2 separate regions of the Sus scrofa genome follow, and region 1 is linked to region 2. Evidence: chromatin contacts called from public Hi-C data. All regions are on one chromosome and are shown on one strand. The core of a region is the stretch at or near the end of the contact, and the rest is flanking DNA. Distances in the headings are between cores, read along the strand shown.

Region 1 (3,746 bases), core at 1,102-3,601, 49 kb before region 2:
GGAAAAGCTGTCCTTGAATAACCTTCTTTCTCTAAGTTCATCAGCAGTGTAGTCACAGGACCTGAAAGTTTTTAAGTGATCTTGCTGACATCTGAATTATATTATAGATTCTGTGACAAGGTCATGTTGCTGGAACCAGAATTCCCTGCCAGGGGCTGGCACACTGTGCTTCTCACAACAATGGAAGATGAGAAGACCTGAGAGGACTTGGAAATCAAGCACATTCATTTTAGTGCAACACTCAACTTCAACCAGGGCTCTGAACCAATAAAAGCGTGCAATTCCCTAGCAATCAGGAATGAATGTTTTTTAGAAATGAGTTAGGTAGGATTCTCCTGCCATTATGAATAAAGTGATAATATGGCCTGGATGAGGACACACAGTGAGCTATAGACTCTATCACACAATGTTCTTCTCTGTATGGAAGACTGTTGTCATTTCCTATATGAATGACATATGTTGTCACTTTGCTGATGGGCTATTGATGGGAAACACACATATACACAGACATACATAAAACAGATTGCTCTACAGAAAACACAGGTAATCTCAGAAACTCCATTCAGTTGTTATTTGTCAATAAGCAGAACTGAACTTCATTTGAGGGCCCATAGAAATTACAAAGGTGACTGCTCATAAATCAAATTCTGTCATGCTACTGTGCACTGATTTTGAATAAAAACTGGTTCTAGCTTTAAATAAAATTACACCTAAATAAAATTAACTGTAAAAGCACTGCATTTTCTCTGGTTTCTGTTCACTAACTTTCAACACTGATTTCTTTTCTTTTTTCTTATCCTTGTACTTACCCTTTTAATTTTTTTCAGACTCATGTTCATCAAGCCAGAGGGAGTCTGCTTTATACAAGGAGATGCTGGACCTGGAAGGAATAAAAAGGGCCAGTGATGATTATCCTAAAAAGTCTGTGTGCTCATTTCTTAGATAACCATACTCATAAATCAAGATCATCACTGAAATAAACACATGTATCTTGAATCCTGATTTACTCTGCAATGTTTCATGAACACAAGAAACACATTTTCTTTGTTCTAATCCTGGCCTCTGAATCAGGGCCAAGTAGAGTGGGTTCTTCATAAATATGCATTGACGGCCTGACTCAGTATTAACGTAGGGCAGGGCTCTGATTAGCAAATGTTACCTGCAGAAGGCAGAGGACATACCAGAAATGGAGATAAGATGCTATTAGCAGGTTTTATTTTATTTTGTTTTTCTTTTCTTGAGGCTTGGGGATAATCGCTTATCTCTCTATTCAAACTTTTCCCAATCTCTCCCTTCAGGACCTGAAGGCAGTTCACATTAAAGACCTTTTCCACTGGGTGCTGGAGGAAAAGCACAAGATGAGAGAAGCAAATTGCTTCAACTCAACTTACTCCTTTCCTGCCGTTTCCACTGCTAACCAGAACCTATATAAAACCTTATATTCTAACTTAAAGATGAAATTAGCAGTAAGTAAAAAACACTGTGCTTGTTTTGATAACATGCTAGATCTCTGTATACAAAATAAAAGGTAAAGAGGTTACAAATATCTCTAGGATATGGGGTAAATTAAAATGTTTATGGGATTTTATAGTAGGACCTCTTCTCTTTTCAGGTAAAACTACTGCTCCCAACTTCCTGCAATGTTTGACTAAAAGCAAAAACACAAACCACAAAAGTCTTATTTGAACCACCTGGCCTAATAGTTGATTTTAATGCTCGTCCAGAGCGTTGTCAGACTGCAGACCACGCACTAGCGAGACGCAGGAGGCCACTTGGAGGCCGGCCCTAGACGCGCAGGGGCACCGCGGGCAGGAGGAGCACCAGCGCCGAGAGACCCGGGCTTCAACGCCTGTTGCGCGCATACCAGGCGAGGAAACAAGTGCGACTCAGGCTGCAAGGGCTGCTGGAGGTGCGGAAAGGCTAGAATTTCACGAAGGCGGCGCACACGCGGTCCCTCTTCCACTGCTCGGGCAGGAACTTAACCCTTGGCTGCCCAGCCCCTTTCGCCCCTCTCCTGCCCTCTCACACCCAGCCCCACTTTCCAGACCAAGGGCCACTCCATTGTTACTTGAAGGTAGGGGGAGGGGATTGCGAGAATGCGGGAGCTGGAGCACCCCTTCCTCCCTGGCCAAGACTTGCAAGAATCAGAAAGGTGTTGAGAAAGGACCCGGAGAACCGAACCCGCGGGGTGGAGCGAGGGCGCCTGGGGTGGAGGAGACCCGCAGCGTCCCCATCCCAACCACAGCAGTGGTACGACCCAAGGAGGGGCGGAGCGGAGGGCCTCTCCAGGGTCTCTCCCCGCCCCGTCCCGCCTTCCAGGTCGCGCTGCCGCTGGAGCGAGTGAGCGCGCGCCCCGAGGATCCCTCCCCCGAAGATCCCTCCCCCGGCGCTGGCGCTGGAGCTCCGCCTCTCGCTGAGCCTCCCCCTCCGCGGGTGCAGGCAGAGCTCGCTCTGCTCTGCGGACGCCGCCGCCTTCGTTGCCTTTATCTTCCCCTGCAGATTTGCGAGGGCCGCGCCCCGCAGCGGCGCTGCCCTGGGCGGGCGGCTGGGCCCGCGCGGCTTTTGAGTGCTCGGAGCGGCTCAGCCAGGTCCCCCTCCCGCGGGGCGCCGTGACAGGTGCAGAGTCCGGTCTGAAGACCCACCTGCGGCGATCGCCGCGATGCCCACCATGCGGAGGACTGTGTCGGAGATCCGCTCCCGCGCAGAGGGTGAGTGGCCGCCGCAGTGCCGGGCTGCTTGCAGAGCGCACGGGAGCGGCTCGGGGCCAGCCTGAGGTCGGGCGGGTGTGTGTGTGTGTGTGTCTGTGTGTCTGTGTGTGTGTCTGTGTGTGTGTGTAAGTGTGTGTGTGTCGGGGAAGAGATGCCCCGTCCCAGCTCTTTACCCCAGGAAAGTCTGGCTGTTGTGCCTGGTCCCTGGTGAACCCTTCTCCCTGCGCCGCCTCCAGTGCCCTCGCAGACACCTTCCCTGCTGCAGAGCCCCGAAATTGGTGTCTTCGGCGGGATCCCCAGGGCTCGCTTTACACCGCAGCGTGACTCTTCCGTCTCTGTCACCCAGCGCTCTCGCCCAGCCCACCTCCCTTCTCACTAGCGCACGAATCTCTCCGTCTCCACTCTGCTTCTCCATTCCAGGGAACAGATCCCCAGCCGGCCGCCCACCTTTTTGCAGCCCCCACATCACGGTTCCCGGGAAAGCAAATTTGCCTTTCCCAGGCGGCAGGATCTTTTGATCCACAGCCCCTCGCCTCTCTAAGCGGGAGGAGCCTTATTTGGGGTTGGGTGCTCAGCGAGAACCGTGCATCACATTCTGCAGTTCTGCCTCCTGCAGCAACGGAGTCTTACCCAGTTCCCCTCAGGTGTCTGAGGTTTTGGTTTTCCCTTCGCTTGATACCTGCACTTTGGCCAGCTGAGCTGACTTTTTAGTAGGTGGAAGCTGTTTTCTTTGCTCCACCCAGGGCCAGCTGTTGAATGGCTGCACTTGTCAGCAGCGAGCAACAGATGCCCGAGGGTAAAGGCAAGTAAGCTTTTGAAGGACTGAGACTTTCTTCATCCTCTCTGAGGAGCCCTCAGCATTCTGCCTGGCACATGACAGTCACTGGGTAAATATTTTCTTCATTTTGCTTATGGCAAAACCAAGATTGTACAGATCTCAAGTTTTGTTTTCTTTTGTTTTTTTCTCCCCGAAGCCCATCCTTGAACCCTACAAAGGTTGGCATAGCATTGCTATCATCACTGATGTCCATCCTTCAC
Region 2 (3,576 bases), core at 962-3,461:
ACAGATGAATAATGTAATGACTGAAATGAAAAATACGCTAGAAGGAATCAATAGCAGAGTAACTAAGGCAGAAGAACAAATAAGTGAGCTGAAAGATAAAGTAGTGGAATCACTGCCAAGTAACAGAATAAAGAAAAAGAATGAAAAGAAATGAGGACAGTCTCAGAGACCTCTGGGACAACATCAAATGAGCTAATGTTCACATATAGGGCTCCCAGAAGGAGGAGAGAGAGAGGGCCTGAAAAAATATTTGAAGAGATTATAACCAAAAACTTCCTAACCTTGGAAAGGAAACAGTCACTTCCTGGGAAGCCCAGAGAGTCCCACACAAGATAAACACACTGAGGAACACACCGAGATACATATGAATCACACTGACCAAATTAGAGACAAAGAGAAAATTTTAAAAGCATCAAATAACATACAGGGAATCCCCATAAGGTTATCAGCTAATTTTTTAGCAGAAACTCTGCAGGCTAGACGGGAGTAGAAAAATATATGTTAAGTGATAAAAGGGAAATACCTACAGCCAAGAATACTCTACTGAGAAAGGTTCTCATTCAGACTTGATAGAGAAATCAAAAGCTTTATAGACAAGCAAAAGCTGTGAGAATTCAGCACCACCAAACCAGCTTTACAACAGACACTGAAGAAACTTCTCTAAGTGGAAAAGAAAAGGCCACAACTAGAAACAAGAAAATTATGAATGGGAAAGCTTACTGGTAAAGGCAAACATACAGTAAAGTAGGAAACCATCCACACACAAATATAATATCTAAACCAGCAGTTATGAGAAGAAGCGAATATAAATGCAGGATATTGGAAATGCATTTGAAATTAAGAGACCAGCAATTTAAAACAATCTTGTGTGTGTGTGTGTGTGTGTGTGTGTGTGTATAGACTCCTACATCATGGAAAATGTAAAACCAAAATTCTGTAGTAGATACACACACACACACACAAAGCAAGTTGAACACAACACTTAAGATAGAATGTGAGCAAGATGAAAAGTGAAAAGTGGTATTTTCAAAACACTGGGTCCCAGACTGTTTCATAGGCACTGATGGGGAAAAAAAAAAAAAATGATTAACATGGTGGAAGTTCTTGCCACCTCTTTGCTTTCTCTGTTGAAGTCATCATAGCATCATTTTACTCTGCTCTGCCTCCTGTAAAGACAATACTATGTCCATTTATCACATCCATTACCCAAAGCCCCAGAGCACTGCTCTATTGAGGATACTCTGCTTTCCCTGGCCTTTAAACTTACCTTCATTTTCTCTGATTCTTCCTCAGTATATGAACTCCCAGTATTTAGTATACCCTCCTCCATGTGTCTGCATACACACTGCCAATCCCCATATACATTTGTTTTGGTGGTTGAGCTAGTTCTCGTATTAAATTGTATAGAGGCACTTTTTTTTTAATCGAAATGCTGTTATGGCTAGCATGCCAGTATTTCGAGTGGAATCATAGTTTCACATAAAATCACAATGTAGAGGCCTGGGGAACGTGGGTTCAGATGCAGACTTAAGAAATATATTCAGAATCTAAAAAAATTAAAATTAAAAATAACTCTTAATGAGGTAAATTTTATTTTTTAAAATCCCAGGTTTAGATATATTCCCTGAAGGATGGTATGTATACCTTCCGCAGGTGAGGATATCTGTGAGACACCTGTGACATCTAGCAGCTCATCAGTTACCTGATTAGATGCTGTAGTTGAATGAGGGCCACCATTTCTAGAGTTAGATTGTTTCCTACCTTGTTTTATTATATAGTAGGTATTAGATTAGAGTAAGTCTTTAATAAAACAGTTTTGCTGTTTTAATTTAATTTAGAAAAGCACAGTATGAAATCCTTTGTAACCAGACACATAGCTAAAAGCACAGATCTCATCTCCACCTGTTACCTTCTTCCTGAGCTACATCAGCCTTTTCAGATGTAGAGTCGAATTGGTGGCCGCTGATATATTATACCATAACATGGTTGCTTATGTCCAACTGGAAGCTATTTCACCTCTAAAGTCCTTTATGAAAAAGATGTTGAGTTGTATGGGTTGAATATGTTTTAGCTTGTCAAGCTGAAATGACCTACTAACAGAACTGAATCCATCTGGTTGTGTTCATTGCATGTGAAAGGACTTAAAATAGCTCCACTTCCCTGGCTTATTGAAAAAGTCAGTGTGCAATCTTTTTGTCTCCCTGGAGGTACATCTACATCTGATCCATCCATAGGCCTGAAGCTATATTCTGCTGCATGTACATCATTTACCTATAAATAGTTCTTGAAAAGTATTGTTTCCGTGAGCTTAAAAAATTGAGCACATATGTGGCCTAAAGAATGTTTTCAGATACCTCTAATGTCTTCAAATTCAAATTTAAAAATCTTAGGATTTCTTAAAAATTGAACTTGTTAGATATTTTCAGCAATAGCTCTGGATGAAGAGGAGGTATTTATTTGTGGGGAATTACAACCCCAGATTGTCTTTCATTTGTCCTATAAATAAAAGTTGCACCCAGAGGAGCAAAACCCTCTGAGGAAATTGAGAGCCATAGTTAAAGTGAAAGGAGGAAAACAGGTGTGACTCTAAGTTAGAACTTTTATTTCACTTCAGTAAATCTTATTGAATATCTACCTTTGTATAACCTGGTGCAGAAAATGCAAAGAAACTAAGCCACATTCTTGCCCTACAGGACATTAGAATCTGGTTAAGGAAGATAAGATTCTCACTGATACTATGATACAAGATAGAAAAATAATAAAAGCCAAATGAAGAAGTGGGGGATTTAGAAGTGTCATGTGAGAGGTTTGAAAAGATGTGTGAACTTGCAGTAAGCAGAGCTGTCAGAGTGGTTGCAGCAGGTGACCAAGGAGGCACTGGGAAGGCATGAGATATGTTCAGGGATTAGCAAATACTGTCATCCCTCCATATCCATGGGGGATGGGTTCCAGGACTCTCCCAATACCAAAATCCGAGGATGCTCAAGTCCTTTGTATAAATTGGTGTAGCAAGTGGTAGGTGTGGAACCCGTGGTCTATTTTGGCTAACACGGCAGGAGGCAGGGATGGGCAGGCAAGTTAGGATCATAATTTGGAAGCCTTTTGAAAACAGGGTGAAGAACTTGGGAGAGAATTATTCAGGGTATGGCTAGGTTCCCAGCCGTACTTGTAAATAAAGAATGTGACAGCTATATGGGGAGGGATGGGGTGAGTGAGGCCCAAGGTCAGACTGATGTTTGATTAATTAGGGAAGGGGAATAGGGCAGTGATGATGAGAAGACGAAGGAAGATACACGATAGAGCCAACTGGGCTTGGCAAAGGAGGGGAAACCCCATCCCCACCTAAAGCTGCTGAATTCAGAGAGGACCAGAACTGCGAACCCCACTAAATCCAGCATTTACAAAGTCATAAAATAGATAAGCAAAAAGGATTTACTGGTATAGCACAGGGAATTATATTCAACATCTCATAATAACCTATGGTGGACTATAATCTGCAAAGAAAAATCTGAATCGCTATGCTGTACACCTGAAACTAATGCAATATTGTAAATCAAATAGATTTCAATTAAAAAA

Evidence for each region. Hi-C and Micro-C count contacts between places; a contact is called where the count stands out from the background.
Region 1: a Hi-C map of skeletal muscle shows a contact between it and region 2, with 3 times the contacts expected there. The contact joins the promoter of ATP8A1 here to the enhancer-like site in region 2. A contact is called at or near these places in 6 of 47 Hi-C or Micro-C datasets (epiblast stem cells, heart right ventricle, liver and 2 more) and 1 of 2 datasets of contacts at active chromatin or transcription factors (skeletal muscle).

What each region holds. Positions count from the first base shown.
Region 1 is chr8:33,635,904-33,639,649 of Sscrofa11.1, reverse strand. ATP8A1 (phospholipid-transporting ATPase IA) reads left to right here and starts at 2,351. Exons shown (of 39, transcript XM_021101159.1): 1 at 2,351-2,708. The coding sequence starts at 2,660. It also overlaps LOC100515559.
Region 2 is chr8:33,587,421-33,590,996 of Sscrofa11.1, reverse strand. All of the region lies in intron 5 of ATP8A1 (phospholipid-transporting ATPase IA), which reads left to right. Among named protein-coding and RNA genes, the nearest start is that of ATP8A1, 48 kb to the left of the region's middle. Within about 2 kb of position 2,211, at least 2 of the 83 cell types and tissues checked have an H3K27ac peak or open chromatin away from gene starts, as enhancers often do. A contact at or near this core is called in skeletal muscle, where this site is marked.